Linked DNA regions of Mus musculus: region 1 is linked to region 2. The links are chromatin contacts, called in public Hi-C maps. All regions are on one chromosome and are shown on one strand. The core of a region is the stretch at or near the end of the contact, and the rest is flanking DNA. Distances in the headings are between cores, read along the strand shown. Region 1 has its middle 34 kb from the start of Galnt15. Region 2 overlaps Btd (biotinidase).

Region 1 (6,651 bases), core at 1,246-3,745, 330 kb after region 2:
TGTCTCTTGTGAGGCTATGCCAGTGCCTGGCAAATACAGAAGTGGATGCTCACAGTCATCTATTAGATGGAACACAGGGCCCCCAATGAAGGAGCTAGAGAAAGTAACCAAGGAGCTAAAGGGGTCTGCAACCCTATAGAAGGAACAACAATATGAACTAACCAGTATCCCCAGAGCTTGTGTCTCTAGTTGCATATGTAGTAGAGGATGGCCTAGTAGGCCATCAATGGGAGGAGAGGTCCTTGGTCTTGGGAAGATTATATGCCCCAGTACAGGGGAATGCCAGGGCCAAGAAGCAGGAGTGGGTGGGTTGGGGAGCAGGGCAGGGGGAGGGTATAGGGGACTTTTGGGATAGCATTTGAAATGTAAATGAAGAAAATATCTAATAAAAATAATATGTGAAATCTGTACAGTGAAAAAGAAAAGAAAAGCTTATTCTACATACTTAAAAACATCATCCTTATACTTCTGTTGCTATAGAACCACTCCTGGTACCAAAACCTGTGTTAGTCAGGGTTCTCTAGAGGAACAGAGCTGATACATATATGAGATTCATTAAAGTGTCTTACAGGCTGTGGTCCAGCTAATCCAATAATGGCTGTCCATCAACAGAAAGTCCAAGAGTTCAGTAGTTGTTCATTCCATGAGGCTGGGTGTCTCAGATGGTCCAGAATTCTGAAGATGTCTCAAATGCCAGCAAAGAAACAAACTTGCTATTGAGAGCAAGGACAGGCGGGGAGGGGGGGAGGCAGAGAGAGGGAGAAGGGGACAGAGAGACAGACAGACAGACAGACAGACACACACACACACACACACACACACACATAGACAGAGACTACTTCCATGTTCTTTATGTAGGCTGCCACCAGAAGTCTGACCCAGATTGAAGGTAGAAGATTAAAGATCTGGGTTAAAAGTAGGTCATCCCACTCTAAACAACATAAGAAAAGTCTCAGGTAGTCCACATGTAGTCAAGTTGACAACCAAGAGTAGCCATCCCACAGATGTTTTGTTTCTCACACATTCTCTTCAAGATAAAAGTCTCCCAAGTCTTCGATCACTCTGTTTATGACCTTGGAGGTCTTCATCATTTTCTAGACTTTGAACGTATATTTTTTTTCTCCCTCTCTCCCAGAGTTGATGACCAACTGGTCACTGTATTGTGTGATAGGTGGCTGGGATGAAATGCCCTGACATAAAGAAACCAAGGGCAGAAGGTGTCTTTTGGTCTACACTTTTAGGCTGCAGTCTGTAACGATCAGGAAATATAGGGAGGAACTTGGAACAGCTTGCCTCATGCATGCTTGCTTGGGCTCAATTCATTTTCTCCACTTTTTACAATTTATGACTGTTAAATATTAAAACTTGACAATAGCTCTGCCATATTGTCATCTTGTAGCTTCATTTTGTAACTCGTGACCTTAACTTGACTTACTGTTCCTTGCCCTGACAAAAACAACTTGTAATTTGTCACCAAGCCTCAGAGCCTGGTGGACTCTGGAGATCCCCTGAAAGGTCCAAAAACCTAGGGAATAAAAAGTTTTCAATTCCCAGGCAAGCAAGCTAGGCCCCCCAGTATGAGGCACTGACAATGGGCATTTAGTCATTGCTGACCCTGACTTAGGGAGGACAGGTCTGGATCTGAGTCAGCTCCTGGGACATCTAGTTGGAGGAGATAACAAGGCCAGAACAGAGTTGGTTTCTAAAATTCTTCAAGGTCTCACCAAATATAATGAAACTAACTTAGCAACCAATCAGAATTGTACTAATGTCACCGCTTTGCCCCCTATCAATTATATTAGAGGCTACCTAACCCTTCTAGAAAATTCCCCTAGCCCTGTCTAAAAAGGAGCCTGCAATCCCCTAAGGGGTTGCCATTTTGATGAATGGTTGACCCCTTCATACTGCTAATATCTGTAGAATAAATGTTCTTTACCTGTGCATACTATTTGAGTCTGGGATCTTCCTTCAGTAATTCTTGGGCCCTAAAACCCCTAGCTTCCTTGCCTCTAGACCCAGACTATCAGCTTAAGCGTCAGACAGTGCTGCTTGGTCTAGACAGCCTATATGTTGTAAATGTCACAAATGCACTTGTTCAGCTGTTTTTCCCATATAAAAACTGGTTCTGAGGATTGTGTGTGGTCGCAGTTTTAGATCCTGACTTCTGACTGCATGTCTGATTAATCAGTCTTGGAGTGTGCGTTCAACACACCATCCCCACCTGACTGAGATTGGTGACTGAGTGGTTTGTGTGTCTATTCCTGGCCCCCTGAGACCCCTGCCTAGATTCTGCCAAAGTGGGCTGGATCTTCCCACATCAATTAACTTTATTAAGGTAATCCCCCACCCCCATAGACATGTTGTTGTCTGACATAACTTTTCCTTCAGAGATGCAACACACAAGCCTATCCACCCACAACAGACCTAAGTATGAGTACCACCAAAGTCCTGCTTAGTGATTCATATTGGGGTTCCTTACAGGAGCAGAAATGATTCAAAGACAGCTGCATAACCAAAGCCCACCCCAGATTCCCACAAAGCAGGGAGGCTGGGATATGCTGCGCAGCCTGAAGGCAGTTAAATTGGAGCGTGTCCTTCTAGGTCTCCCAGTTCGTCTAAAGCTCTTCCAGGCAGCTGCTCTGATCTTTGAGCCATCTTCCGAGTTTGGCTTGTCTCAGCTCTCAGTTCTGACTGCTGATTCAGACAGAGAGGGATTATTGGATCTGGTCAGTTTCAGACTTCCCGAAGCTATTTTGAGTTGTTTACCTTCCTGATTAAGGAAGCTTCCCTGTGGGATGGAATGTTTCAATCTCGGATGAAACTGTTACACAACACACAGCCTCAAACCAACCCAAGGTAGACAATCCTGGATTGTGACTCTTTTCCAAGGTCGGTATAGGCTGTGTCCGATGGGCAAAGCTAACCCATCACAGAGTGTTAAACAGGATTCTCTCTGCTATTTAAGCCAGCTAGCATCAAACTTGCTTAACTGTAAAGTTTTTCAGCTTTGTCACTAATGTAGCTCATATGATCTTCTATCCATGAAATTCTCTGTAAAGGTTTTCAAACTGTTTTTTACTACCTGCTGTGTTTTGAATGTGTCTCCCCAAAGGGCACGACGGGAACATAGTCCCCAATGCAACAGGGTTAGGAGTTGGGATCTTTGAGGGCTTCCTTCATGAATGGATCTATGCTGGTTGCAAAGGGTTTGGCCTCTGAGCTCAGTTCAATCTCCTGCACTCAATGCCCTGCTTTGGAAGAGCAGAGTAAACAATCCTGATCTCTTTCTCTCCCTCCCTCCCTCCCTCCCTCCCTCCCTCCCTCCCTCCCTCCTCTGCCTTCCCTTGCATCTTTATCTTTCCTCTACGTCTTTCTTTCTTCCTTGAGCCAGGGTTTCTTTTCTCCAGAGTCTAGTCTGAGGAGACCTTTCTCCTTCCCTTAACAGAAGGAGCCTGCATGATCTAAGTCTGGCTAATGAAATGGTCCCACTCTGTACTTTAAATCAAAACAGATTCATAAAAAGACGAAAGATAAGCTGATATTTAGAGAATCCCCGTCCCACCAGGCTGTTTTCAGGAGAATGTTTCCTGCCATTTTAGCTTCCTGGGTTTTTTTACATGGGTTCTGTGGCTCAAACTTATGTCCTTATGCTTGCAAAGCTAGCAATGTACCAACCAAAGTATCTCTCCAGCTCTATCTATCTATCTATCTATCATCTTTCAATCTATCATCTATTGATCATCATCATCTGTCTTAGTCAGGGTTTCTATTCCTGCACAAACATCATGATCAAGAAACAAGTTGGGGAGGAAAGGGTTTATTCAGCTTACATTTCCACATTGCTGTTCATCACTGAAAGAAGTCAGGACTGGAACTCAAGCAGGTCAGGAAGCAGGAGCTGATGCAGAGGCCATGGAGGGATGTTCCTTACTGGCTTGCTTCACCTGGCTTGCTCAGCCTGCTCTCTTATAGAACCCAAGACTACCAGCCCAGAGATGGCACCACCCACAAGGGGACCTCCCCTCTTGATCACTAATTGAGAAAATGCCTTACACCTGGATCTCGTGGATGCATTTCCCCAACTGAAGCTCCTTTCTCTGTGATAACTCCAGCTGTGTCAAGTTGACACAAAACTAGCCAGTACATCATCTATCTACTAATTTTTAAAATAAAACCTCTTTTGCTGCTCAATCAAGATCTGACTTACAAGAGATAGCAAGCTCAGACTGGAGAGATGGCTCAGCGGTTAAGAGCACTGACTGCTCTTCCAGAGGTCCTGAGTTCAATTCCCAGCAACCACATGGTGGCTCACAACCATCTGTGGTGGGATCTGAGGCCCTCTTCTGGTGTGTCTGAAGATGGCTACAGTGTATTCATATAAATAAAATTTAAAATAAATAAATCTTTAAAAAGAGAGAGAGAGAGAGAGAGAGAGAGAGAGCTAGGAAGCCTGGTGAGGATGGGGAGGAGGGGCTAAGAGCAGGAAGGAGTGTCTTAAACACATCTAAAGCTGATGCAGAGGGACAGACAAGCCCTGCTTAGAATGGAGGGAGTCGGTATGCAGACCTGGTACACCAAGGTGGAGCTGCTTTGAGGGTTTGAGTGAGAATGGCCTCCACGGGCTCAAGTGTTTAAATGCTTGGTCCTCAGTTGTTGGGACTGTTTGGAAAGAATTAGGAGCTATGGCCTCACTGGAGGGGTTGTCATAGGAGACATATGCCATTACCAGTGTGTTCTCTGCTTGTGGTTGTGTTTCAAGGTGGGAGCTCTCAGTTGCTGCTCCAGGCCCCATTGCCTGCTACCTTAGGTCACAGAATATAGTTGTTGACAATAGAATGGGCTAGTGAAATGGTTCAGTGGTTTAGAGCACTTGTGAGAGACCCTATGTCGATTCCTAGCACCCACATGGCAGCTCACAAACAGGTAACTCCACTTCCATGGAATCCAATGCCCTCGCTGGCTTCCTTCCTCCACTTTTGGCCTCCACAGGTACCAGACACTCAGGCGGTACATGTCCATACAGAGACAAAAGAACCTTCCACGTGGCTCCCCCTCCTGTATTGCTAGCTCAGTGATGGCCCTGGAATCTACAGAGCTTCCGACAGTGCCTGCGAATGTGATGATAAGCCTCCATCCATCCACTGCATTGTGCAGGCCATTCCTGTACTGCAAAACTGAGGCTCCGAAGTACGATCATTGAAGGTCTTTACAGCCATTTTTATCCCTTGCCTGTGGCTTATGTAACCACTAGTAGGGTTGTCCAGCACATGAGCCCTTTGGCCAAATCATACATTAACAGTCCTATCACTTCCTGTCCCAGCTTTGCCTGGGTCTCCTTTAACGTCCTTTGGACCATTATGGGTACTCTTCCTCGCATCCTTTTACCCTTTGCCCAATCAGTGTCTGGACTTGTGGCATCAGCATCTCTGGGGCTGCAGCATCAGTATCACATGGCAGCTTGTTAGAAATGCAAAGTTTCTAGGCTCTACCCAGACCTCTGAAAGAGACTGTTGGTCATGACCCTGCCAGCTCTCCTTGAGTAAGCCTCAAGGACATGGTGTTTTTGAGACATGGCAGAATTTAAGAACTACTACCCTAAACTTTTCCAGGAAAAGCCACTCAGGTTGTAGCCAGCTGAGCTCAGCTGAAGATATGTGTATATATATATATACATACATATATATACACACGCATATATATATATACACACATATATATACACACACATATATATATACACATACACACATACATATACATATACACACACACACACACACATATATATATATATTCATCAGTGGTTGATGTCACTGACATTACCCAAACAATGGGGCCCAGACTGGCAAAAGGAGTGAGAGCTCAAAGCTGAGGAACCTGGTGAAGTTGTCCAGGGTCTCCACAGGACCCTCTCAGCAGCTCTTTGCCCCCCAGCCCCAACCCCCACAGCCAGGGACCAAACAAATCTTCAAGGGGAACACAGGGCAGAGGCTCAGCAAGGGATTGCACCCAGCACTTACGGCCTTTGACCTTTAGCCTCACGTGCCTGCTGCCCAGAACACTCACTGACTGAGGTCAAGCTGGCTCAGGTTGGTGGCCCCTCCTTGAAGAAGGGGATCAGACAGGGGAAGCACAGGAATTTTTGTGGGCTCTTGTTTTAATTTTGGGGACCTCAATAAGAAAATATCACAGGCTAGTGGCTTTAACAATAAAAATCTTAATTTTTAAATAATGCTTTTTATCTTTTGTGTTTGATGTATGGAGTGTGGAAGTAAGTGTGTGTGTGTGTGTGTGTGTGTGTGTGTGTGTGTGTGTGTAAAGGCATACACATGCCAAGGCACACATGTGGAGCTCAGAACACAACCCTGGAAGTTGGCTATCACCTTCTACCTAGTTTGGAGAAGATATTTTTGCTCTTTGCCATCGCACTCTGTAGGCTCGATGGCCTTGAGCTCCCAGGGTTCTCCTGGCTCCATCTTCTTTAGGAGCGCCATGGTTATAACTGTGAACTCCTGTGCCCAGCTTTAAAGGGGATCTGAACCCTGGTCCTCCCATCTGTGCAGCAAACCCTTTATCTATCCATCTGTCTTTCTGAATTTGATCTTGTTCTGACTGACCCTAAAATCAAGGTGTTGGCAGGTTTAGTCTTAG
Region 2 (7,333 bases), core at 2,669-5,168:
TGGAGGCAGACCCTGTCTCAGAGCAGAGCACACCCACAGAAGGCAGATACTGTGTTTCTACAGCTGGTATTGGCCCAGGTTCCGCTTCAGTCTCTCACGTCACTTCAGTAAAAGGATGACTCTGTTACCATGATGTTGGGCCAGATACTTACTTCTCATTATTTTCTTTAGGGTCAAGGTCCTGACCATCTCCAAAGATGGGTTACTTTATGGGTTTCCAAGAACAACTTGGCCCCAGAGTCCCCTTGTTCCAAGGGACCCCTGTGTCCTTGTATCCCTGTTCATACGGTCATGAGCCGGCACCTAGAAACTGCCTCATCTACACATATCTGAAAGTTCTGACTCCACCAATCCTTCCCTTCCTCCCTTCTTCCCCTCCTCCCTCCCCCTTTCCTCCCCTCCTCCCTCCCTCATTCACATAGCTGGCCTTTGGCTCCTCTGTTGGGTGACCTTGAATTTCCTTTGGGTTTTAGTGTGGTATATACAGATGCATGTGCCCATATGTGTGTCTTGGTGGCCAGAGGTCAACATCTGGAGTCTTCCTCTATCATTCTCTACTCTCTTTTATTTTATTTTATTTTATTTTATTTTTGGACAGGGTTTCTCACTGAACCTGAGTTCAGGGCTAGACTAGCTGACTGTTGAGTCCTTAAGATCCACCTATCCCACCCCACACAGTGCTGGGGTTGCAGGTGTGCCACCATGCCCAGCTTTTCTGTGGGTGCCAGGGATCAGAATTTAGGTCTACTTTACTGCTTACCAAGCTATCTCCCCAGACCAATGGCCTTGAACTAATGATTCTCCCAGATCACCCGAGGATTGTTAGCTATGCAGTACCAGACCTGTTTTTTGTTGTTGTTGTTGTGTTGTTTTGTTTTGCAGTGTTAAGGTCAAAGCCAGGGCTCTATGCACGCTAGGCAAACACTCTGAGCTGAGCGACCTTCCTAGTCCCCGGGCCTGTCACTTTAAGATCGAGCACCCCTTCTGCTGCTGCTGAGCCCTTCAGTGTCCTTGCTCAGTCTTGTTAAGTTGTTCCTGAGACTGTCTGTGAGACAGACGCCAAGTGCAGAGGGGAAGCCAGCCTCACAGCCTTAATGACATGTCTCCTGCTTCACCGCTGTTTGGGAAGGGCAAACTCGTGCAGCTATTTTTATTACAGTTACTCATTCTCTCCTACCTCGTTAAGCCTGGATCTTTCAAGCATGAATATCTGGTTAAATATGCAGTGTCTAATTATTGATGCACACACACGCATACACACACACACACACACACACACACACACACACACACAGATGATTGCCACTTAGAGCTTTCCTACTGGACTCCTTCCACAAATAATACAAATTTTATTTTTCTGAAAATAGAAAGGAATGTGGTTTCTTGCTGGCTCTGCAGTTTCCTTGTTTGGCTGGATTACATGTTCTTAGAGTTAGGTGTTCTGTATCCCAGGGCGGGGCTAAGGCTCTGTGGTAGTGGCTGGTCCATGTGAGACCCTGAGTCTTATCCCATCCCTGGTGTACATGCAGAGCCCCATGTCCCCACATCTGTTATGCAGATACCACGAATGCCCTTCCTAGCCCAAGAGTTCTGACTTGCTCCCACCAAGGCCTGCCTCGTGTGTCTCTACCTCAGCTCTTCAAGAGGCCATCGACCTGGGCTTTAAAAGTGTTATCACTGTGACCGTGATGTCACTCAAACTACCCCATTATCATCCTTTCAAAATGGGATATAAAGTAGATTATTTGAGTCATTTAAAATTATTCCTTGGTATCTTTAGAGACAAAGTTCCAATAAGAAAGCTTATCAATTATACTTTTGTTTCCAGTCCAAAACTCATGACTGCTGGCTCAAAGGCCCCTTGTTCTTACCACAGAACATTGCTTACAGTGTAGATGAGTGGCACCAAGCCCTGGCCTTTGTGTGGTACATTTATCCCCTAGGGAAACAAGAAGCAGTTTGAGATGAGGGGTGGGAGGGAGCCCCTGCCCCCGGAGGCGCATTTGCTGTTGACTGGTTCTGAATGAGGAGCTCTAGGTCTCTTCTGTCGCTGAAATAATTACGGGTTGTTTCTGGGACTTTTTAGCTAAATAATGCACAGAACTAGTGGCCTGTGGTGTTTATTTGGGAATGCAAACTCTAAGAGTCCCGGCTTGAGGTTTGGACAGATGTTATTTTTGGGTAGGGTGCTAGTTTCTTCTTCAAGAACAGCAGTGGGATTCCTTGGTTTGTCAGTTACCTTAGTATTGAACCGGGATTCTTGGGCAGTTGTCAGCCCCTGTCTGTCTCCACAGGGCAGCTGTCTGGCTGAGGTAAACTGCCTGATCAGTTTCTGTGCCAGGGGAGGGGCTTTAGTCAGGAGGCCAGGGTGACTTTCAGAATGGCTTTGATTCTAGCCCTGCAAAAACCAGGCATGGTGGTGCAGAGCTGTAATCCCAGTTAGTAACACACACACAATTATGCCGAGCAAATGTTCTATTTTCCAGAGGTGTGGGGGGGGGGGGGTACAGAAATGTAATACAGAAGTCTAATTTACTTGTGTCCACTTTGTCATGGTAAGTAGAGACTACTCACTACAAAATTCCAATGTATTTTCTAGAAAATCACATGTTATGACTGTGAGAAGGATTTTCTTTCCAACCCGGTGTGATTTTTTTGTTTTTTGTTTGTTTGTTTTTGTTTTTTGAGACAGGGTTTCTCTGTGTAGTCTTGGCTGTCCTGGAACTCACTTTGTAGACCAGGTTGGCCTTGAACTCAGAAATCTGCCTGCCTCTGCCTCCCAAGTGCTGGGATTAAAGGCGTGCACCACTACGCCCCGCTTGAATCTGGTGTGTTCTTAAGCAAGTGATTTGGAGTAGCAGACAAAACAGAAAACAGTGGAGGCTCACTCGGATTCCAGGTGAAAGCCACACGGGACTCTGACAGGGAGAGAGTCCTTTATGGCTGCCCTATGGGTGACACAGCAGAAGCTAGGACTCCAGACCGTCCCCAAATAAAGACTGAAGAATATCAGCTACGAAGCTGCCCTGTGTTCGGGAACTTCGGGACCATCACGGCTGTCCTAGAGGGCTGACCTGCCATGCTGAGTAAGAAGTCTCAGCGTCAAATATATCGCAGAATTGTGTCCAAAATTCAGCCGCGCTCCTGCAGTGCGCTGTGTAGCAAGGCTACTGCGTGGCTAGCAAGGCAGCGGCGCACTGCAGGCTTCCTGCCCGCCGCGTTAGAAAACCGAGGCAAACACCGAGTCTGTTTTGGAAATGTTCTGAAGCTCAGTCTATTAACACAGCGAGCCGTTTGAAACGCAGCTCTACGTGTTTGGAGAGAAACACACGGGCTTTTATTAGGGACATGAAACAAACTCTTTGAGCCCCGGCCTCGCTGCGGGCGAGTGTAATTGCCAGGATTAATAAATCACAGCTGCGAAAGTTCAGTCCTTGGCAGCTTTCCTTATTCAGCTCTTCTCTCCTGCCGGTTCGTTTCAGATTTATGGTCTGCATTATGTCTGGAGCCCGCACTGCGCCTGCTCTCTTCTTCCTCGGCTGTTCTGCGCTTGCGTTGGGCGTCAGCTCGGCCTCCCAGGAGCACCGCGAGGCTGAGTACTACGTGGCTGCTGTGTACGAGCATCCATCGGTCCTGAGCCCAAACCCCCTGGAGCTCGTTAGCCGCCAGGAGGCCCTGGAGCTCATGAAGCAGAACCTCGACGTCTATGAACAGCAAGTGATGGCTGCAGCCCAGAAGGCAAGAGCAGCTTTCTGCTCCTGACCTGGGCTCAGGGCTCCCAGAGCCAGCTGCTCTGAGTGAGGAAAAAACCCCAGGTTCCCGAGGTCCTCCTGAGAAGTCGGGTCAGCTTGCAGATTCCGAGTTGACTTGACTGCTTGTTAAATCAGGCCCCACCCCTGGCCTCCAGAGCCAGGACTGGCATGTGTCCCCAGGGAGTGTTTTGCCCAAGCTGGAGAAGCAGTGCCTAGGTCACTGATTCATGTGCCTGTGCCGGGAATCAGCGAATTGTAAACAAGAGCTGGGGTGTGGGGCTGGGACTGTGGCCAACTGGTCCAGAATGGATGCAGTTTGGGCAGTGGGAATTTTCAAAGCCCGTCCCTGGGTGATGCTAATATTCAGAAAAACAAACAAATAACCTTGAAAACCCTTAAGGACAGTGAACTCCGTGCACTGAAAGGCATTCAAAGCTTGTCAGAGCCCACAAAACAAGGGCTGTCTGTGCTTTGTCTGTGTCGCACTTCATCCAGATGGGAGCCCTGCGTCCAGACAGACTAGGACCCCAGCCCTTCCTAAGGGCTTCCTGCTTGACTGTCTTTCTTCTCCTGCCATCCAGGAAGGGTGGGGCTACTGAGGCTAGGCTCCCCTGGGACAGGACAGGAAGTGGCTTTTCTAAGAAGCTGTGGGGTTAGGAAGCCTGGGACCAAGGGAGTCTGGGCTTCATCCCTGTAGGTGGGGCCGCTAAGCCTGCTGCTTGTGGAAGGCCTACTGTGGCCAAATGGCAAGGGAGCCAATCTTCTTTGCTGCTGGCTTAGAGCTGGCTTTGCCAGTAGGTCCCCTTACGCCCATGCCCTCATCACATGACCTGAAACGACTTGGCTATCTCTTGTTGGTGCTTTTTAAAGTCCTGACTTAGTCAGTGTGTATGGTCCAGCACTCCTGATGGACGGCACACCTCTCTTGGCTACCTTCAGAAGCTCAGAGCACAGTTTCCCAGGTCCTTGTGTTCCATGTAACTGTGGGAAGGGCTGTTTGTTTGTTTTACCGTAGTTCTGACCTTGAGCTCAGAAAAGTAGCTGCGTTCCATCTTTGGCGCACCCAGAAAAAGTGTTGTAGTCCCAGGAAGAGCCTTCGCTTCCAGGCCTCTTCGGGCTCTCCAGACTTCGTGCTTAGAACTGTATGGCCCACAATCCAGCTGCTGTGTGACCAGGGTTGGGGGCAAGCTTCTCTCAGCTCTCTTACTCCAGATGTCGTTCCCAGGACACTTCTGGCAATGCCATCACACTGCGTTTCCATGGCACTTGTGACTCCTGTTCCTTTACACACACAGCCACATGCTGCCCTGCTGCACTTGGGCAGATAACTTGAGCAAGGCTTCCCACCTGCGCTGCTCACTGGTCAGCCTCGTGGGCTATGTAGGGCTCTTCACTGGCATCCACATAGCATCCACACATTTGATACTTATCCTGTTTATGTCCCTGCTGAAGTTTGTGTAAAATGAATCCCAGCTGCACCTTCAGGTCTCCTACCAGCACTGACCCAAACAAGGGCAGGTCCTGTGGTGAAGGTGTTTAACGGCACAGTGCCACCTCGGTCCCCTCAGCTTTTCCTCCTCTGCCTTCTCCGTCTGTCCACGGTGCCTAACCAAATCCCCTGTTTGGAGCTTGCATAGGTGCTTCTGGGAGTCATGGCAGCTGCTCACAGGGGTGCTTCTGTGCTGTCAGGTGACACAGCACCTCTGCTGTGTCTGTGGGCACCAGAGTGTTCCATCAGATTCACTTAGGAACCTCACATGCCCGGTGAGACTCACTTGGGACAGGAACCCCTCACATGCCTGGTAAAGCGCTGTCCCCCTGGCACAGAGGGAAAATGATTTACAGAGCCCATTCCCGGGGTTGGCGAGCTCCATTCTTCAGGAGTTCTTGATCTCCTGCCAGACCACTGCTGAAGCACCGTGGTCGATGTGTAGACGTAACTGAAGTGGCAGGCTCTATAAGATGCCCTTCAAGGTTTTTATTTTCCTGAAGAGAGGAAAAGCTCTCTCCAGATATAATTTTCAGGAAGTTAAAAGTGTGACTCATGCAAATACAGAATGAGTACAGTTTTTTTTATTTATTTAATGCATTAGATAACGGTGGGAATTTAAGGAGTCAGCCCAGCACTGGCTCAGTGAATTCGTTGCTAGCTAAAGAACTGGCTAATGTCCCACGAGGCACAGATGTAGTCTCTAGTGTGAAGACCTTTGTTTTTAACTTGGTTTTGAAACAGGGTCTCATCTGTTAGCTAGTGTGGCTTCGAGCTCGGGATCCTTCTGTCTCTACCTCCCAGGCTAATCTGCTGAGTAACAGTCCAACAGAGGCCCGTTATGTACACAGTCAAACTGCCCAACTGAAGCAGCCCGCTAATCTGGAACCGCTAATCTGCTGCATCTTTTTATTGCAGAGGTTGGATTCAGATAATCAGTGGAGAAGAAACAGTAGTGTCTCACATAGGGGGTGGCCATTACAGACGGTATGTCTGGATGCTCTCTATGAGAAAGACGAGTGCTACCCAGCTTATCATCTCGTGCATACCCAGCTGCACAGAGAGAAAAGGATGAGGAGAATATTAACAAGAGCACCTTTGTGTTAGAGGATGTGAGAGAGTGCGTGTGCACACACACACACACACACACACACACACACACACGAGGGGGGGAGTTCGGAGCTTTTATAACCAGAAGGGGGGGAAAAACCCTAAAGTTGCATTGCACTGAGGAAGTAGGCACCGTTGTCGACAATGACACGCCTTCACTGCCTGCTGCCTCCACCCTCTGCATTGGGACAGCGTTCTAGGTTTGACACTTTAATCCACAGAACTGGAGAGCGCCAGGAGGGTGAGATGCTAAGGGAGAGCAGAGGGCAGTCCTGTTTCTTTCTTCTCTTGCCCTAGGATGCTGTAGATGGCACAGGGAGCCCAGTGTGGGGAGAAGCCTATAGCACAGCCAGAGCCCCTAAAGCGACTCTCTTAGTTCAGTGCACTTGCTGCTGCCCATCCTCGGCCCCCAGAGTCACAGCTGGGACTGCTCAGCAGAGTCATCTTTAAACAAATCCTGCAGCCAGGACTCACCCACATTCCAGCCAGCCGTTTTATGGATGGGGCCCACATCAGTGTTTTTCCCAAAGTACCCCAACTGACTTAGATATGGGAGAGGGGGTGAAATCCTCTGGAATAATGATGATTCATCTGTGCATAGATTTAAGTGCTTCACGATGGCTCTGGCTTCCACTGTTCACCAGTGAGAGCGAGCCCAGCCTAACATTCACTCAATGAGCTCTGTCCTTGGGCCTTCAGCAATGCTGCCCACTCCTCCATCCAACCACACATGCTCATGGTTCTTCCTAGAGAACACGGAAACATGTGGGGGCCATTGTCCTGCACTCGGGGAGTCAGCTGATTGCCTGAGAACAAGCCTTTCCATTCAAGCTGAGTCAGGCTAGCATCTTTAAAGCCCTGGTCAGCCAGCCTGCTGATGTCTGGCAGTGAGGGACACTCTCTCCCCTTACCTCATGGCACTCTCTTGTCTTTTTGCTTCCAGGGTGTGCAGATTATAGTGTTCCCAGAAGATGGTATCCAC

Evidence for each region. A called contact is a pair of places that touch in the nucleus more often than the background predicts.
Region 1: a contact with region 2 is called in a Hi-C map of muscle stem cells, with 2.3 times the contacts expected there. The contact joins two enhancer-like sites. A contact is called at or near these places in 1 of 484 Hi-C or Micro-C datasets (muscle stem cells) and 2 of 115 datasets of contacts at active chromatin or transcription factors (astrocytes and embryonic stem cells).

Annotation. Positions count from the first base shown.
Region 1 is chr14:31,991,511-31,998,161 of GRCm38.p6, forward strand. No RefSeq gene overlaps it. Among named protein-coding and RNA genes, the nearest start is that of Galnt15, 34 kb to the right of the region's middle. Within about 2 kb of position 2,496, at least 30 of the 459 cell types and tissues checked have an H3K27ac peak or open chromatin away from gene starts, as enhancers often do. A contact at or near this core is called in muscle stem cells, where this site is marked.
Region 2 is chr14:31,658,588-31,665,920 of GRCm38.p6, forward strand. Btd (biotinidase) reads left to right here. Exons shown (of 4, transcript NM_025295.4): 2 at 3,483-3,738; 3 at 7,295-7,333. Among named protein-coding and RNA genes, the nearest start is that of Btd, 21 kb to the left of the region's middle. Within about 2 kb of position 3,919, at least 375 of the 459 cell types and tissues checked have an H3K27ac peak or open chromatin away from gene starts, as enhancers often do. A contact at or near this core is called in muscle stem cells, where this site is marked.